Regions from separate parts of the Danio rerio genome. Here region 2 is linked to region 1. The links are chromatin contacts, called in public HiCAR-type maps. All regions are on one chromosome and are shown on one strand. Each heading gives the region's core, a stretch centred on a gene start, on an enhancer-like site or on the middle of the called end of the contact. The rest is flanking DNA. Distances are from core to core; before and after follow the strand shown.

Region 1 (5,581 bases), core at 2,553-5,052:
ACACCAACACCTGAAGGATGGCATGGGCACAAACCAAACGGCAGTCTAGTACCTAAAGGCTGGGATGGAAACATCAGAGCGGCCTCAAATAATTCACCCTTCACACCAGATAAGCAGAGGCTCCACCAGCAACACCAACACGAACACCCTCAATATCCACAGCAGCAACAGTGGAATTCCTATTCCTGCCCAAACACTCCAATGGCATCTCCTGCCCCATCTCCGTCCCCATCCCTAAAAGCAGGTCTATCACCTGCACCCTCTCCACACCCGTCCACCCCAAGGCAGTGGGGAAGTCCTGCCCCTAGTCCACAACCTAAAGCATGGGGTCCCTATGGTCCCATGGGTTATGGTGCTGGTGTTATCAGGCAAGGCAACCCTGCTGGTGCTTACCCTGATAACATGCTTTCCCAGGCAGGTGTAAATTGTGGCTCAGCACCCCTTGGACTCCAGGAGAAAGCCTGGAAGTCTGGTGGTGGGTCAGCAGCAGGTAGCACGCCATCCCCAGCTCCTGAGGGCCGATTGTTTCCCGATGCACTGCAAAGGTCGGACGGCCAGGCATGTTGGGACAGTGGAGCAGAGACACAAAGTGAACGAGATCCTGAAGAGGACGAGGTTTGGTCGGACAGTGAACACAACTTCTTGGATCCCAACATCGGAGGAGTAGCAGTTGCACCTGCTCATGGTTGTGTCTTGATTGAGTGTGCCCGTCGAGAACTCCATGCCACCACACCGCTTAAAAAGCCTGACCGCACTCACCCAAGCCGCATATCCCTGGTCTTCTACCAGCACAAGAACCTGAACCAGCCCTGCCATGGTCTGGCTTTGTGGGAATCCAAGATGAAAATCCTGGCAGAGCGAGCGCGACAACGGCAACAAGAAGCTGCTCTTTTGGGTCTCTCACAGGAAGAAATCAAGGCCTACGGGAAAAAGCGCAAATGGGCGGCTGGGTCAGCAAGCCCGTCCCCTGGACAAACTAAGGACAAACGGGAGGGTGTAGTGACACGGATGGCCCCAACACAGCATAGCACCACCATAGTCACAGTTTCACCTTACCCGTCCACACACCTCACTGGTCCTTACAGTCGATTTGTGTGAACTCTTGTAGACTGTTGCCCCCTGGAGCCAGAGATGGGAACAGAAATGATAAGGGTCATAAATCTTACTCCTTTACCATTTGCTTCCCTTCTTCTAGCTCCAACACCTCTGTCAGGCCACTGAAAGAGAGGGAGAATAGAGGAAGGGGCACTTTTTTCACTTTTATTTCTTTTACCTCAAATTTTGGCAGCAGTTTGGGAGTTCCCCAAACGGACACGCTGTCTATGGTGCTCTTTCTCTCTCCAACGTGGGAGGGACTTCCATAGCTACCCCTCCTTAAGTGAATTTGATGATCCTAATTATTGCTCTATTATCAATATTATTACATTTGCTATTGTTACTGTTAATGTTGATATTACAGGTATTGTTATTATATTATGAAGATGACTATTTTTATTTTAATGTTATTGTTTTTTTATCATTGTTTTTAACGTTATGATTTTTCGTCCTCTTACTAAGAGGGACTTCCTTTCTTCATTCTCGCTTGATCTCTATGAAAACGAGAACAAGCTAATCAGCATTTTCGTTGCGCTTTTCGCCTCTCCAGCCTCTCGATTAATGATGCACCTTCACATCATCGCGAGTCACATTTATGTGACTGCATGAAAGCAACTCTATATAGAGTATTTGCTCATTGTGCTAGTCACTGAACATGTGACCAAGAAAGAGAGGACCTGACGCCAGCTTAGGCCTTTCTGTTTGGTGCCACTCTAAGGAAAGTCTCTCATCCCTTCAAATGGTGCTTTTTTCAGTCTCAAGTGTCTCTGATTTTGCCCTCACAATATCGAGGCAGGTGCTGGACCTGGGTGCTCTTTAGCAGCAGATGTCAGTCATGTTCAGTGATGGGGACCTCAAAGTCCTTGTAATTGGCTTAGCCTTCCATCATGTCATCTGATTGGTGCTGACTCATTTGCAGCCATTCTTCTTTACCCATGGGACACCATGTAAACAAACTTCTTTAAGGTGCTGATAGTGATAGCAAATATTCACCTTAATAGAGCTGCCCTAAAAAGCTGCAAGGCAACCCACCACAGGTTTTAAGCTTGTGATTTCCATGTAGACAGTCCAGACTCAGCTCAAACAGGGAGTTCTAAAACCATCACTTAGTTTGTATTGGAATTCTGCAGTCTCTGCTTAAATCACCCTAGATATGTTCAGATCACTGTAGGACTTTGAGATAATAAACGTAGTGACTTGTAGGTGCATAAGGTGCTTGAATGGGATTCTCTAAATCGCTGGCCCTGTGTAAACTGAACATGTCTTCCATGTCCTGATATACCCGTATGACTGATAAAGTTATTATTTTGGGGATCTATTCCCACCCACTGCTGGTTAAACTCGCCAGCCTAATGGACAGAGCACATTTTTTTGGAGTTGGTGCTACTATGAGTCTATACTCCTGTAAAGTTGCCCCCCTGCTCATTGTTGTAAGCATTCCTCTTTCTCTCCTCTTGCCCTCAGAGATCACCCACACCTGGAATTCATGGTGCTGAATGGCATTGTATAGTTTCAGCCCTGTTTTATGTGTGTACGCGTGTGAGTGTGTGCGTGTTTGGATTCCAAAACAAGCACCCACACCGGTCAGAATGTATGTGATGCCTGTCTGTGAGCTATGTACAGGGAGCAATGCAGGGCTGCCACTGGTTTACACAGGGCTGTAAGATGCTTGACACTCACAGAGGACAGATTCTGGTGCTCATTAAGTGGTCCTAAAGCTCTTTACCTCATGTTGTACAGACACTGGTCCCACAACATGCTACAAACACACGGTCGCTACATACTGCAGGCTCGCTGCCTACATCCACACTCGTAATTATTATTTATTATATGATAATGATGATGATTATTGTTATTGTGATTGCTGTCTTTCTTTCTTTTTTTTTTTTGGTTTGTTCATTTTAGAAAAATTGTAAATATTGAAGAGAGGATTTTATAAAAAGCACTTTTTATCTTGATTTTAATGAGGACGATGGAAAAAAAAATGAGAACGGATTATTGACAACTTGAAGCCTAGTTTTTGTTTTAATGGAATTTTATTGGGAGAGATAGAAATGTAAATAGTTAAATATTTAGGTAAGATAATTTAACTGGTGAGGGATGATGGCCTAATCATGAATGATTCCTGAATTTTTAGTTGTCTGTATGTCAAGCCGTCAACAACAGACCGCAAAGCAGGATGCTTTGTGGCAACTCAAGATACTGCTGTCCTTCCTATTGTGAGTACTGTACTTACACCAATACCTCTGTGCTACCATTGTCACCGGCTTCCTTTTCCTGCATCTGATCCACATTTATAAACCATTAACAAATGGAGAACAAAGAATGTGACCATGTTGACCAATACAGTTCATAAGGATTCAGGACTTACATAATTTCTCAAAGGGATTGGAAGATCTTTTTTTTAACATGAATTTGGCCATAGACGGGAAAGAATACCTTGCAGTTTGAATCGTGACCGCTTTCAGTTCAGAAGTCTAGGTGGCTTTACTCATGTAATGCTTCTTTTTATTTCATGAAATATTGCATGGGGTGAGTCTGAAAGAACTCTGAGTCTGCACTGACGTTGTTATCCTCGACTGTCACTTGTTCTTGGAGATACAAGACTTTCCCCTGAAGTTTAAATAGCGGCGTTTCAAGAGTACTCTTGAAGCCCAGCAGAGTTTTATTCAAATGGCTTTTGAACCATGGTGCTACCCCCTAGAGTTCACTGTGGAAATGACTCTTGGCAAACACTGTTGCAGTTCTTTGAGCTCTTAAATTGACATGTGAACTTGTTTTGAGAGGAAACGTACATATGGTGCTGATCATTTCAAAATGATTTACTTAGTAATTTCAGATGATCACAATAACTAAAAGCACTCCAACTGATCCAGTTTCTCTTTTTAGCTCTCACCTTATATGATGGTACTTGAAGATCATGATGGCAGGTAGAGGAATAGGTACTCTCATGCTTTTGATGTGAATAGACTGTTATTTTAATATTCTGGTGCTCGCTGAACTGCCCAGAGATGCGTTTTCGCTCATTTATGTTTGAATATACTCGTTCTTTTTATTTACCCACATCTGCCTTTCGGCAACACTGTCACATACAAACACACACAAACACAACACTTTCTCACATACACACACTAATCTGCCCCATTTATCAGCACTCACCTTTTAAGAGTATCAATCATGCCCAGTTTTCTACATCAAAATGTCTAAAGAGGATAAAGAAAGAAAAAAAAAACTGGCAGCTACATTCCTTTGAGTTGAAGATTGTTCTTGGTTCTATTTTACATGTTGAGTATGCAGTATGTAAAAAGTGTTATCTTTTGTTTGGTCTCTCTCCTTGTAGTGTATGGTGTATTATGTGAATACATAGTGTATGTGGAAAGATCCACAATACTGTTTTATGTTCTGAACTATGGAAAAATAAAAAATAAAAATCAGAAATTGTGATGAAACGCTTATTTATTGACTCAGCTCACTGATTTGATGATCACAGAAGACTTTACTTTGTCAAATCTGCTTTTTACATTATATTTTCAGACTTTCAGATTCAATTGCAGAATCAGTCAACATAAACTAAATTTTTGAGTAATTAAATTATTATTTTCAGGACGACATGGTGGCTCAGTGGTTAGCACGATCGCCTCACATCAAGAAGGTTGCTGGTTCAAGTCCTGGCGGGACCAGTTGGCATTTCTGTGTGGAGTTTGCATGTTCTCCCAGTGTTGGCGTGGGTTTCCTCCAGGTACAATCCAAACTAAAGGTGAGCTTAATAAACTAAGTTGGATGTAGTGTATGTGTGTGTATGGGTGTTTCCCAGTGATAGGTTGCAGCTGGAAGTGCATTCGCTGCGTATAACTTGCTGCATTAATTTAGCGGTTCATTTAGACCCCAGATTAATAAAGGAATTAAGCAGAAAAGAAAATGAATGAATTTAATTGTAAAGTGTGATATTGTGTTTATACAACAGTTCAACGGCATAATCGTGTATGTAAAAAAGAAAATCAAACACCAGCCAATCGAATAGTTCTTTTGTAAGCGGGACTACTTTCTTCCACCATTTATTCACATCAATTCAACAACGTCACTTTAGAGCTAGTGTTTGAATGATCCTCTAGCATAATGTCTAAAGTTATGACAAAACGGGTGATTTTGCAGATATCAGCCAATCAGATTCAAGAACCAGACAGAACTGTAAAATATATATTTATATACATAAGCTCCGCAGTGGCAAAGCAGCGGTTGTGGATGAGATAGGTCTCTGAATGTTGTGGGGCTGTCGTGGCTGACACGTCTTTACAACATCGCATGGAGGTCAGGGACAGTACCTCTGGACTGCACAACTGGGGTGGAGGTTCCCATTTTTAAAAAGGGGGACCGGAAGGTGTGCTTCAACTATAAGGGGATCACACTCAGCCTCCTGGGGAAAGTCTATGCCAGGGTACTGGAGAGGAGGATCCGGCCAATGGTTGAACCTAAGATCCAGAAGGAA
Region 2 (6,301 bases), core at 937-3,436, 66 kb before region 1:
TTCTACGTCTCTTTTTTTTTTTTTATTACTTTGACCTTTTTATTGTCAGTTTTCGCAATCTAAAACACTTTAGTCTCGTTTCTTCATAGGCTTGAACTCTGCTGTTGTGTATCGTTCTGTGCTGTCCTCCTCTGAGATGTGAGGCGGGCAGAACAGACTTATATTACCATTACAGACTGGTTTTGGCCTCCGTCCCCAATGATTGTGTGCAAAGTAAACCATTTTCAAATGGTTTAACACTGAAGCTTTTGAGTGCTTGTTTACTGTAGTATTTTGACAGTATAAATCTGCGTTGTTTGATTGTTATTAAAGATTTTCTTTATGGTATTTATTATTGCGTACCTGACCATACCCAAACTATTTGAAGCATAACTGACCAAAACAAATGCTGTACATGATACTTGATTGTCCCGTGTCAGTTGTTTTACACCAGAATGCAACATGCTTTTAAAAAAGATGGACTTGAAGCCAAGTACTACACCCGTCCACTCATGTAAAGTGTAGTTTTTAGACAATTAATTATGATTTGTTTACTTAAGGATACAGAATGAAATACAAGAATATAATCATGTTTTGATTTTAGCTACTATAGTTGTTGTTTTTTTTCTTTCCTCCATGCTGTTTTTCAGATGAAAACAAACTGTTTACAGTACTATGAAATAATAAATACACAGAAAACATTCTGTTTGGGTGTGTGCAAATGAATTTGTGATTAAAATGAGTTAAGTATGTTTTAGTAAGCTCCTTTCATTTGTACGTTTACCATTTTGTTTCTCTTAATTATTTTTTTAAATAAACTTTTATTTAGAAAAGAAGAAATGTACAATATAAATCAGGAAGTAATCTGTTGGAGACTGGAATACAAGTATATATAATAACAAAGTGATAAGAACAATAAGTAATAGAAAGAGAAAAAAGAACAAAATAAAAAAGGGGAAGTATAAAATTAAATGAAAAAACGCAGCAATAAAGACCAACTTACTGGAAGCATGATATTTTCATAAGTTTATCATAAGTTTCTATTAACTTGCAGAATTGTTTGTTGTTTGATAAATGTATAGCTTTAAGCAAGGAATCAATTTTAAATTAAAAATAGGCAAATAAGGGAGAGGATTTAAGAATTTTTTTTTATTTGTTGATAAAGAAATTTGCATATAATATAAAAAAGTTATATATATTCTTCATTTTTATTATTGGGACTAGAATAATAACATATAATATCATTCAATTTAACGATTTGTTTTGTTGATTGTGATTTATTCAAGTAGTTATGTAGATCTGACCAAAACTTTTGTAAGATTTTACATGTAAAAACATGTGAGTCAAAGTTCCCTCATTTCCCTGACAAAAAAAAAAAAAAACAAGTAATTGCAATATCAGTAAATGTTGAAATAAATGCATTGATATTTTGTGTAGAATTTTAAAATAGATTTCCTTTGCTTTGTTTGGGATTACATATGGGAGAAGCCATGTTCTTTTCCAATCCATATCTTTTATTAACGCTGACCAATATGACTTCCCTCTTGCGCAATTAGATTTTTTTGTTGTTGAAGAATTCTAAGAATAAGTTTGTTGATGCTTTTCTTATCATTTATACTAATACCTTCTAATAATAATGAGGGTTTATGGTTCTTTTATTTATATATGAAATATGAATTGTTGTCAAGTGTAATAATTCTTTTGGGATAGCATTTACAATAATGTTAAATTTCTTAAATGGGATAGGAAATTGATGAATTTTCATAAATTGTTCATAAATTGTCAATGAGGAAAATATATGTAATACATCTCTGTCGTACCAATTAGAAAAAAAATAAGGATTTATTCTTAACTTTAATATCAGTGTTGTTCCATAAAATGTTTTATGTGGAGAAAAGTTATGAGAGTAACATAGTTTCCAAGCCAGTAATGCTTGCTGGTAAAAGTTTATTCTGGGCAAATTTACATTTCAAAATAAATTGGAGACCGCCAATTCTATTAAACCAATAATTGGGAATAAAAAAAAACACATTGAATTTGAACTAGTTATACATCTTTTAATCCAATTGTCTATGAAAGCATTTATAAAATTGTTTATATCAATAGCTTCTAATCCCTTCCCTTGCATTTTTTTTATTAAACAACAGAAATATACAATTTAAACATGACATCCAAAAATACAAATGTATTTAATAACATAAAATAAACAAAAAATAAATTGCATAAACTAAATAAATAAAAAGTCAATTTAACATAGAGATCTTTACAATATTATTTAACCTATCCAATTGACATCAATTAACTTCAGCTCTTTTGCCACTATAATTGTATATTTACATTTTTTGCTGTTAGTATATTGCAGCGATTCTATACAAATGAAAATCTATAATATAATAACCTTTAAACAAGTTTTAGAGTTATTTAATCTGCATTTATGAACATGAAATTTACCAAATAAAATTGAAAGAATCTTTATAAATTCCACAGATAAATTGTTTGGAACAAAAATAATAATATTTGGGGGTCAAATTACAACTAAAACCTGATTGTTTATTTATTTATTTATTTTTTTTGGACATATAATGATTGATCCTCCCAAAAATGTTTGAATGTTCACATTCATAAAAAGATGAATCAAAGACTCTAGGTTCACTTAAATTTTGTTCATGACATGTAGTCCTCTTGATGACGTAATTTTAACCCCTCAGTCCGCGGCACTCTCTGAACTCCACTCCACAACTTACTTCAGTCTCTCACAGGCTCTCCTTCCTCCTCCTCATCGTCGTTTAACTCTTAAAACTTCCCTGAAGTACATAGACGAGGCGAAGAAAAGTTAAAGGGTCTTTGCCCTAATGAAATGACCACTTTTTTTCTCCTCGTACAATTCGCCATGTCAAGTCTTGACTTGTAGCATTTCTTTTAACCCGTTGTAGCAAATTAACTCTACACGCTTTTCTTATTTGCACTGCTTATAAGGTAAATTAATGACGTTTTAGTCATTTATAATGATGTGTAATTGCACATGCATGTACTGTTTATAAGTAAACCGTCATTTCAATCTAAATGGGCTTTGACAAGACACTTGGAACGTTTCCACCGCTTGGTAAGTCCTGCATGTTACTACTACTAACGTTACTACAACACATCTGGAAACTTTTTATAACTGAAAAAACCAAAAAAAGTGTTCGAAACTGCCTTATTCAGCTTAAATGAAGTATGTGTATTCTCTTGTTTAAGTTTTTGAGTTGCTAATGAGGCGATTAGCCCAATACACATCGATTACTGATAACTTTTTCCACTGTAGTAGGCTATGTGAGGTATTAATAGGAACGATCAATGTAACAACAGCGGAAAGCGTTCGGACTGCTTTTGTTACACTGTATCTAACGCGTTCCAAACGAAATACCTTGTTTATTCAGAACTTAAAATGTGTTTCTTTGTAACAGATCGCGCCCGACAGAGCTGTAACACGCGCCCCAGGGTGTTGTTTTCTTTATTCAGAGGGGGGCCTTGATGATGTGTCGTTTTTCTCACCCTTTCAAGGAAAACTGTCACTTGTTTGTCAAGATAAATCGGAAAAGCTAATACAGAAGTGTATGTGCTGCAGTTTAAACGACCATTGCAGGTTTTTACACCTCTTCTTTTTTGCCGCCAGTTAAAGCGCCCGGCAAAGTGAAGAGCCACGTGCTCAAGTGCGCGTGCGAGACACTTGACTGGGCTGGTTTTAATATCTGGGCCATTTAACTATAATGCAGGATTCCTTATGGCGGGATAAACTTTCACTTCATCATTTTAACGCGGGTTTGTTTGCTCTTACACTGTGATTATGTGATCTGTCAAGTACTCTTTGTCATCCAAAGTCGTTCACATGTTAGCAAATAACCGTAAATAGTATATAGTTGCAAAACTGTTAGTTAAGCACGTATAAATTAATGACACGTTTTGGGTGAGCTAATTCGTTTAAACTCGTCGCCAAACAATGTTTTGTCTTCAAAATCGTTTGCATTGTTAACCGTACGACCTAAAAATGGCATAGTTTGTGATAATAAAGCAATTAAAATAGTGTGTAATAATTCATTTATACGTCTTATCTATCTATCTATCTATCTATCTATATATCTTTCTATCTATCTATCTATCTATATGGATGGATGGATATACTATATTAAAAAAACTTTATTTGCGTCCATTATTATATTACTGCAATAACTGCATATGTAAATATGGATGTGTAAAGATTAGATAGATAGATAGATAGATAGATAGATAGATAGATAGATAGATAGATAGATAGATAGATAGATAGATAGATAGATAGATAGATAGATAAGACGTATAAATTAATTATTACACTTAATTATATGTCCTACGGTTAACATTACGAAGGATTTGGACGAAAACTTTGTTCATCCGCGAGGACCGCGACTTTAAAAGAATGTCTCACCCCCAAAAAATAGCCAAGTCTGTTATTAATTACTCAATTTTTCTTCTCACAAACCTGTTTTAGTTTATTATTATTATGATTATTATTATTATTATGTTGAACACGATATAAGTTTAAAGGTTTGGAGCCTTGAGGGTGAGTAAATAGTAGATTATCTTTTTTTGGGTAGGGTGAAGCCTAATTTGTGGTGCAGCTAATGTCAGAAAGATCTGGTTTCATCTGAATCAGCAGATTCTTTTCCCTCATTTGATATAATCCCCGATTACAATTATATACAGGCTTTAAAAACAGAAGAGATCAGAGAAGCTTGTGGCGATTTTCCAACGTACTTGAGCTGAAATATTCCAAATAAGATAATAAAAATACCAGTAGGCATATTGTATTCGTCGTGTTTCTATGTGTACACAGTTTAACTTTACAGTCTAGACTATATTTCGATATTGTTTTAATTGGTAACCAATAAAAGTAATAATGTTATATCAAAAGTTTAATGACGTGCTGGAGAAAAACAAACAAATAAAAAAAATGTGCTCACTACAGCTTTTACATACCCCCTAGTAAAGCTCGTATCACTGTTGTAATAAAGTAATATTCAGCCCATGTTTATATCAAATACGACGAGGACAAGGTTGATTGCTCATTCTAGACGCTAAATCTTAGGCTATAACGTAAGCTAACCTAATATTAAAAAAGTAATACTCGCCTTATAAAAAGAAGAGTGGTTGACCTCCATCTTTTTGTTTGTTTGTTTTTGTTAAATGCAGTGCTCGTCTTAGCACGTTGTAATTATTAACTTTTCGAAGCAGCTATAGTGGGGACTCCTGATTTAAACCCTGTTACCTTTCACTAGCCTAGTAGGCTAGCCTACTGTATCAAACAATACATTGCGAATCAAAACGTTCCGTTAACGACGCACCACTGACGAGTATCTAAACTATACAATACCTTAACAATACACAATACGTGGACTGCGTGACCCGTAGTTACCGTTAAATATTTGAGTTTATTGACGGTCCCCTGGCGCTGAACAAAGAGCGTCAAGCGAAAGTCCTGCATTGAGACTCAAAGGACAAACAAAGAGCAATGGAGAGCTGTCTAATGGGGATTCGCCATTCTAACCGAGCATTTTCTCACATTTCGCACGTAGTACCTTCCGTGTTTCAATATCTTTTGTCTGGTGTTCCCCCCCCCCGTACATCAATGTAGGAGATTGAAAAAAAAAACTGATTTCAGAGTTCAGGCTGTTACTGTAAATGTGTTTTGTCTTGTGAACATTCTTATGGAGCTTGTGAAGAAACTTTATAGCCTATTACATGCATATTTATATTGCTTCGTGTAAATATGGATATATGTGTAACTATATAGATAGATAGATAGATAGATAGATAGATAGATAGATAGATAGATAGATAGATAGATAGATATAGATAGACAGACTTTATATTAAAATAAACTATAATACATGCATATCTATTTTGCTGCATAGATAAATATCGATATATGTGTAGCGATAGATAGACATACTTTATATTAGAAGAAACTTTATACTACATCAGTATTTATATCACTGCATAGATACATATGGATGTTACTGGATAGATGGATGGATAGATTGACATTATTTGAGAATACATTTTATATTACACCCATTTTTATATTACTGCATAGGTAAATATTGATGGATGGATGGATGGATTGATGGACAGTTGGATTAATAGACAGCTTTATATTAGAAGAAACTATATTCATATTACTACATAGGTAAATATCGATATGTGTAACTAGATAGATAGATGGATAGATAGATAGACAGATAGATGGACAAATGGATGAATAGACTATATAAGAAGAACCTTTATATTACATACATATTTATAT

The links. HiCAR-type assays count read pairs that join an accessible place to other places.
Region 2: a contact with region 1 is called in a HiCAR-type map of caudal fin, with 4 times the contacts expected there. The contact joins the promoter of tet3 here to the enhancer-like site in region 1. A contact is called at or near these places in 11 of 18 Hi-C or Micro-C datasets (caudal fin, embryo, fibroblasts and 4 more) and 2 of 4 datasets of contacts at active chromatin or transcription factors (caudal fin and embryo).

The regions. Positions count from the first base shown.
Region 1 is chr5:15,025,807-15,031,387 of GRCz12tu, reverse strand. It overlaps tet3 (tet methylcytosine dioxygenase 3), which reads left to right. Exons shown (of 12, transcript NM_001327945.1): 12 at 1-4,539. The coding sequence ends at 1,098. Among named protein-coding and RNA genes, the nearest start is that of tet3, 65 kb to the left of the region's middle. Within about 2 kb of position 3,802, at least 3 of the 62 cell types and tissues checked have an H3K27ac peak or open chromatin away from gene starts, as enhancers often do. A contact at or near this core is called in caudal fin, where this site is marked.
Region 2 is chr5:15,089,971-15,096,271 of GRCz12tu, reverse strand. It overlaps tet3 (tet methylcytosine dioxygenase 3), which reads left to right and starts at 2,186. Exons shown (of 12, transcript NM_001327945.1): 1 at 2,186-3,082. ap3m2 (adaptor related protein complex 3 subunit mu 2) reads left to right here. Exons shown (of 9, transcript NM_001002154.1): 9 at 1-740.